Linked DNA regions of Mus musculus: region 1 is linked to region 2. A link is a contact called in public Hi-C data. All regions are on one chromosome and are shown on one strand. The core of a region is the stretch at or near the end of the contact, and the rest is flanking DNA. Distances in the headings are between cores, read along the strand shown.

Region 1 (3,738 bases), core at 1,031-3,530, 260 kb after region 2:
CCTAGACCATGTCACAAGAAGGGCTGGTATGATTACTCAGTGGCTAAAGGTCCTGGCTCTAAGGCTGAAGAGCAGAGTTCAGTGCCCAGAATCCACGTGCAGAAGGAGAGAACCAACTCCATCAAATTTTTTCTACGTGCACGCTGTTATGTGCACAGTACTCCATCTTAATAATAAAGAATGTAACAAAAATTTTTTTTTAAATAACAGAGAGAATAATAAAGGAAGACACCTGACGTCAGCCTCTGGCATCCAATTCCGTACGCTCCCAAGACAGATGGATCTCAATGGACCTTCCTTCATCCCTGCGGGCCTCCTTGTGGGACCCTTTGCCCTTCCTCATCTTCCATAGAGACAGGAATCCCTCAGCCAGGCTCCGTGACTCCAGCTCTCCTTGCAGTTTCTCTTTTCTCCAGTAGGGGCAGACGTGAACAGCCGGACTAGGGAGGGCTTGAGTTCTGCCTCTGTTCACCTTAGAATAAGGTCTGAGGAGGCTTCGTGGCCCTCCTGTGGCCGCTCCTCCCTGGGTTGCATCATGCTGGCTTTTTGGCTTCTCCCTGACCCCTGGGGGCGGGGTGTGGGGGGGGACACGACGGTGGAACACATGGTTGGGGCAGAGTGTTAAGGTGCACATACACAACTCGCTTTTCCCCTTAACATTATGAAATATCTGGAGAAATAGAATTGTACATGACAGCATGTATTTTATAAATTAAGCGTTGAATGTTTGGCATCTTTACAATCATCAACCCGTATTGGCACACGCACCTTCTCACGTGTAGATCACCGGCCTTCCCGCGTGTTATTTGTTAGGCACACTGGACTTCTCTATTTCTATGTCAAGAGGAGGAGTGGTTTCACGTATGGCATGTAACGAAGACTCTTTTAACTTCCCGTATGGTCCATAGTGGTTGCACTGATGCCCAATAACACCTGTCTCCTTAATACAAAGCCATAGCAACTCACAAGAGTGTGCCAGATCCAATTAGCCACCGACCACAAGCTGTTCTCCCCACAAACAGGCATTTCCCATTCAGTTCTATTTGAGTTTTGAATTGCTATTAGTAGAAACCCTTAAGTGCCCAGAGAAGCTAAATACCATTTTCAGATACTTTGTAATGACTCTACTGTGAATATTTGTCTATAACTACAGGAACAGACTCCATATCCAAGGGTTTCATTACAAGAGGAACTATGTCTCTAGGGAGATGGCTCAAGAGCACTGGCTGCTCTTTCAGAGGACCAGGGTTCAATTCCCAGAACTCACATAAGGGCTCCCAACCATCTGTAACTCCAGTCCCAGGGAATTCAGTGCCTTCCTCTGGCCTCTGTAGGCACCAGGCACACACATGGTCAGATCTGCAGACAAAAAAAAAAAAAAAAAAGACACTTGTAAACATAAGACAAATAAATGAAGTTAAATAAAAGAGAAACTCTGTGGCAAGCCATAGACAGTTCTTAGCTCAAATTACCTTCTGGAGTTTTCTGTGCTGTCCAGGCAGATGTGTGCCCCACCCCCACCCCCACTGAGGCCCATGGGCTGTGTGTGGCCGAGGAGAGCAATGGATGCTGGTTTACACAACACTCTAAGGCTTCCCTAAACACAAGATTTTGTGGTTTTTTTTGTAGTTAGATTGCATGGCTTGCGGATGATATCATGTTGGAGTAGCAAAAGGTTGGATGTGCCTGTGTGTGTGCAGATCATTTCATAAGTCTGGATTGGATGACCCCACCTGTATGTACACATACGTGGCTGCATGTGAGATGGTAACATTAGGATTCTGGAATCCAGCTTCATCTGTCAGTTCACTGAGGGATGTGATGCCAGGTGAGTGGAGACCTTTGTCCCAAAGCAAAAGAAAACCTTCTAGAAGCTTTTAAAGACTAGTTTCAAAATTTCCCTCATGTAGGCTGAACTAAATGGGGCTCTCCTGAACCCCTAGTTGCTGGGAAATTACAAGTTATCTGCAGTAAAGTTCAGACGAACTTTCCACCCCCTGGGAAGGGTTGGACCAGGCTCCAGGATTTCTCTGTAGACATTGTCATTTTTATTTGAATAGAAAGGATTTGGAAGGATAACTTATTTGTTAAACAAGCGAAAAGAGATTTAACATTTGGAAAGCAGTCTTTGTTTGAGGAAATACTTTCTACATATTTGCTGTGTATAATGTCCTTCCCGCTCTTCCTCTTTCCTTCCCTCTCTCTGATCATGTGTTCACAGCTACTTTTAGGCTTTAATGTCTTTCTACGTTGTATCAGTCAGGGTTCTCTAGAATCACAGAACTTATGCAATCTCTCCCTATATTGAGGAAATTTATTGTAATGACTTACAGTCTGTAGTCCAACTAACCCAACAATGGGCAGATGTGAATGGGAAGTCCAAGAATCTAGTAGTTGCTCAGTCCAGGAGTCTAGTTGTTTCAGCTGGTCTTCTGTATAAGCTGGAATCCTGAAGAAGTAAGTTCCAACAGATGTGCTGGCAGGTAAGTGCAAACAGGTGAAGAAGAGGGAGTCTTCCTTCTTTCAATGTCCTTATGTAGGCCTCTAGCAGAAGGTGTGGCTCACAATATAGGTGTGTACCACCACGCCTGGATTTGGAACTTGCTGATCTTGAACTCAGAGATCTGCTTGCCTCAATCTCCTAGGATTAAAGGTGTGTTCTACCTTGCCTGGGTTTAAGCATGTCATGGTCACTATGCCTCAGGCTCTCCATGTCAAGATCTGGGTCAAAAGTCTCGAGATCTGGACCACAGGTGTGCCCTCCATTTCTGAATTGTAGTTCATTCCAGATGTAGTCAAGATGGCAGCCAGGGATAGCATCACATATGTCATGTGACTTCATTTTGCTTCTTTTCCTACTGAAGATGCTTGGATGAGAAAATCATGATGTATAGGGCAAAAGTGGTTGCTCATTTGCTCTGAGCAAGTCATACAATGGCGGTCACCTTCCTTTGACATGATGGACTGCATGAGAATTGTGTGGTGTTCCCCTCCCCTTTATAGGCTCTTATATTTAATGCTTTGTCCCTACTTGATGGAACTGTTTTTAGAAGGATCGGGAGGTATGGCTTTGTTAGGAGAGGTATATCACTGGGGGTGAGATTTTAGGTTTCAAAAGCCTTCGCCAGGCTCCCCTCACCTCCCCTCCCCCCTCCCCTCCCCTCTTCTCTCTCTCTCTCTCTCTCTCTCTCTCTCTCTCTCTCTCTCTCTCTCTCCAACCTCCAACTTGTGGATAAGATGTAAGCTACTGCTCCAGCACCATGCCTGCCTGCCTGCCTGTCTGTCTGTCTGTCTGTCTGCCACCACCACACTCCCCATCATGATGGTCATAAACTCACCCTCTGAAATTGTAAGGAAATCCCCCAATTAAATGCTTTCTTTTTGCATTGTCTTGGTCTCTGGGTCATTTCACAGCAACAGAACACTAACATGTGGCATGCACACTGACCTGGTGTGTGCCCCTCTTTCTTTACATTTTGGTAGTGGACTGTAAGACCCCCGACCCTAGGTCAGTGGTACTTACTTCAAGATGCCCCCGAGTGAGACACTGAGATGCACAGATCAATGAAAAAGCAAGAGGTTCATTTTCTGGAGAGTTGGGGTCAACCCTCAGTCAGTCCCTCTAGGTGAGTGACTAGAAAGCAACCTCAGATGGCTATTATAAGCAGTTTACATATTTTTTATGGGCACATGTTACATCAGCGAGGTTACAGTTCAAACTTATTGGCTAAGCATATC
Region 2 (3,673 bases), core at 477-2,976:
GTGTCCTACTGATACCCTCTCCAAACATCAAGCATTCTCTCTTGGGTCTAGCCTCAGTAAAACATCACAGGAGTCTGCATCACATGACACAAACAGAAATTTCCACTTTATTCAAGAGTTAAAGAGTACCAGGAAGTACAATAAATCTAAATCCATTGTTCAAGGAGATAAACAGATTAAAGATATTAAATGGAATTAAGGAAGTGGTGACCTCAGAAAAGTACCCATCCAGCTAAGTTTCCATCTTATGAAAGGGAATTTTAAGAAAAGCTCAGGTCCAGGCTTGAAGGTACATACATGCCTTTAATCCCAGTACTCAGGAAACAGGCCTGCAGAGCTCTGAGTTCAAGCCCAGTCTGGTCTAAAGCTATTGAAAATATAATTAAATAGGAGGGTGTAGTGGCTATTCCTGGTTGTCAACTTGACCATATCTGGAATGAAATACAATCCAGAATTGGAAGGCTCACCAGTGACCCTTATCTGGAGGCTTGGAGATAGAAGTTTCTGATCTGGATCTTGGTATGGAGATCTTGAGCCTTAGTGTCTATGGATTCCAGAAGATTAAATCTCCGAGTTCAAGGAACACACCTTTAATCTGGGCTACACCTTCTGCTGGAGACAAAATAAGGACATTGGAAGAAGGGAGTCTAGCTCTAGCTCTTGCTCCTTCGCCTGCTTGCTGTGTGAGACTGAGTAACTGCTAGATCCTTGGACTTCCATTCACAGCTGCGATTGAACCAACCCAACAATGGTTCAATTGGGCTGCCGACTGTAAGTCATCAATAAATTCTTTTACTATATAGAGACTATCCGTAAGTTCTGTGACTCTAGAGAACCCTGACTAATACAGAGGGCCATGTTCCAGCCCCAACAAGCAACAGAACCTGGCAGCTTCGGCCATGTGGTTCTAGCTTTCGAGTCAAGGATAGAAGAAAAGGGCTATGAAGTCCTCCCTCCATAACTAAGGAAAGTCAGAGGCCAGGCATGTAGCAGGGGTGGCTCTGCAATGGAGGCCCGGAAAGGTCACTTTGTGAAGCTGTGAAGGTGAAGCCTGGGTTTCCTTGGAGACCCTAAGATGCTGGAGATGTCAGATCTGTGGGATGTCTGCCAAAGAGAGCTGCTAACAGGGAGTAGAGCCAGCCCATGAGGAAGAAGCCTGTTGTCATCAACAAAGCAGAAAACAGTTGGTGATCTGAAGAGTTTTGACGTCAGACGTGGAGATTCAAAGCTTGAGGCTTGCCCAGCTGGTTTTCAATCTTGCTTTGCTGCCTGTGTATCAAGATGTAGAACTCTCAGCTCCTCCTAGGACCTAGGGGCCACCTGAGAGCTGTGGGCTTGGAAGGAACCTCAAAGAGTCCTTCTTCCCCATTTCTTCTTACGTAGCACACGGGTTTGCTGCCTGCTGCACACAGCATTGGTCAGTGTCTTCTCTGGCACTGCTTGTTGTTGAAGCCAAGCTGCCTGAATGACCTAGGTCACTTGCTACACTCTTGCCTGACCCTGCTGGTCATCCTCTCAGGCCTGTGACGTCAGACTTCTCACTGTCTTGGCAACCACGGAGACAGAAATGAAGCTGTTTGAAAGAGGCACCATACCCCTCCCTTTGCGATCAGAGTATTGAAACAGGAAGTAGAATTTTCCCCCAGAAACTCTTTCTGGGAAAAGGAATAGGCTGGGTCCTTTGCCAGGCAGAGGGAGAACTTTTCTCTCAAAAGGGACCACACAGTTCTGACTCATTAGGCTGCCTTGCAGGAGAGATTAGAGCCCAGACTGTGAATGTACTAGGGTGTGTGGCAATTTGACTACTTAGTTATTCCTGTCTTTTGCCCTCTATTTAAACCCTGACCTTATGTTAGGACCCAGAAGATAGAGCTAGGACTGGAGACCTTTTCCCAGTGAGGCCACATTGAGTAAATCTCTTTTCTTTGACATCTTGCTATTTTCGTGTTTGTTGAATTGGCTATTGTCCGAACCAGACTTGGCAGGGTTACCAGGGCCAGGCTCTGACCCTAACAACTCTGGTAACATCATAGATTATCATGTCCCTTCAAATTCATGCCCACCTGGGACCACAGAGTCTAATTTTAATTGAAAATGAGATCAGTGGTGGAGCATACCTTTAATCCCAGCACTTGGGAGGCAGAGGCAGGTGGATCTCTCTGAGTTCCAGGAGAGGCTACATAGAGAAACCCTGTCTTAAAAAACTAAAGAGAGGGAGGGAGAGAGAGAGACAGACAGACAGACACACACAGACACAGAGACAGAGACAGACAGACACACAGAGAGAGAATAAAGTCTTTGCTCATATTAATTACAGCGATGTCAGTTGGGGTTGGGGTGGGTCCACTGAGCACCATGTATTTGACAGTATGGCTGAGGACACAGCAGCAGACATGAAGAAGGTCACATGACCATGGAAGCAGATGGAGGGATGCAACCAAGCAAAGTCCAGCATGGCCAGGAGCTCAAAATCTGGGAGAAGAGCATGCATCAGTCCTTGCCCCACTTGGATCCTCCAGAAGGAACCAGTCCTGCCAACAGCCTTGGTTTTGGGATCCAGCCTTGGAATCTCTGTTGCTTTAAGTCATGTGGCTTGTGGCACTGTTTCAATGGCCCTCTGACAGCAATAGAACTCCCAAGGTCAAGGATGCTGTAAGCAGACCACTGGCTGACTAGGAAAGATAAGGTCAGGGAAGCTCTGGAAAGAGACAAATATGGAGGACACTGGAGAAGAGAGCTGGGAGCCCAGCTGCACAAGAAGGGTCTCCTTCTGTAAAACCCCCCATAACACCATATCTGCACAATGCAGCTACAGTGGAAGCTTCCGTTCTAAGGTGGAAGCCTGGTGTGACGAGCTTCCATCCTGCCCTCCAGACTCCTTGATCTCAAAACCTTAAACAAGACATGGTCATACATTCAGGCAGAGTGGTAACATCTGTAATCCCAGCTCTCAGAGGCCGGTGCAGGAGAACTGAGAGTTTTGAGGGCAGACTGACTGCATATGAAGCCTCTGTCTCAAACTTAACCTAAGAAAAGACTACACCTGTCCCAGTTGTTTTGCATCTCCCCCTGCCCCTGGTATTTTCATCTGCATGTTTCATGTGTGGGTACTGAGACTCAATACTCTAGTCCCCATTTCATGTGTGGGTACTGAGACTCAATACTCTAGTCCTCATTTCATGTGTGGGTACTGAGACTCAATACTCTAGTCCCCATTTCATGTGTGGGTACTGAGACTCAATACTCTAGTCCTCATTTCATGTGTGGGTACTGAGACTCAATACTCTAGTCCCCATTTCATGTGTGGGTACTGAGACTCAATACTCTAGTCCCCATTTCATGTGTGGGTACTGAGACTCAATACTCTAGTCCCCATTTCATGTGTGGGTACTGAGACTCAATACTCTAGTCCTCATTTCATGTGTGGGTACTGAGACTCAATACTCTAGTCCTCATTTCATGTGTGGGTACTGAGACTCAATACTCTAGTCCCCATGCTTCACTGACGGAACTGTTTCTGTTTCTTAATTCACTGTGGCTGAAGTTTCTAAAGCTGACAACCCAGGGAGCCAAAATAAAATAAAATAAAGCAATGTAAATAAAGTAACTCTTCAAAGATTCTGTTGTGGGATTACAACCAGGTCTTGAAGAATCCAGAATTCCCTGTTACCCC

What was found. Hi-C and Micro-C count contacts between places; a contact is called where the count stands out from the background.
Region 1: a contact with region 2 is called in a Hi-C map of bone marrow-derived macrophages, with 35 read pairs. The contact joins two enhancer-like sites. A contact is called at or near these places in 2 of 39 promoter capture datasets (frontonasal cranial neural crest and hematopoietic stem and progenitor cells), 1 of 484 Hi-C or Micro-C datasets (bone marrow-derived macrophages) and 2 of 115 datasets of contacts at active chromatin or transcription factors (embryonic basal ganglia and stem cell-derived neural progenitor cells).

The regions. Positions count from the first base shown.
Region 1 is chr10:83,219,476-83,223,213 of GRCm38.p6, forward strand. No RefSeq gene overlaps it. Among named protein-coding and RNA genes, the nearest start is that of Slc41a2, 120 kb to the right of the region's middle. Within about 2 kb of position 2,281, at least 7 of the 459 cell types and tissues checked have an H3K27ac peak or open chromatin away from gene starts, as enhancers often do. A contact at or near this core is called in bone marrow-derived macrophages, where this site is marked.
Region 2 is chr10:82,956,960-82,960,632 of GRCm38.p6, forward strand. No RefSeq gene overlaps it. Among named protein-coding and RNA genes, the nearest start is that of Gm33781, 24 kb to the left of the region's middle. Within about 2 kb of position 1,727, at least 78 of the 459 cell types and tissues checked have an H3K27ac peak or open chromatin away from gene starts, as enhancers often do. A contact at or near this core is called in bone marrow-derived macrophages, where this site is marked.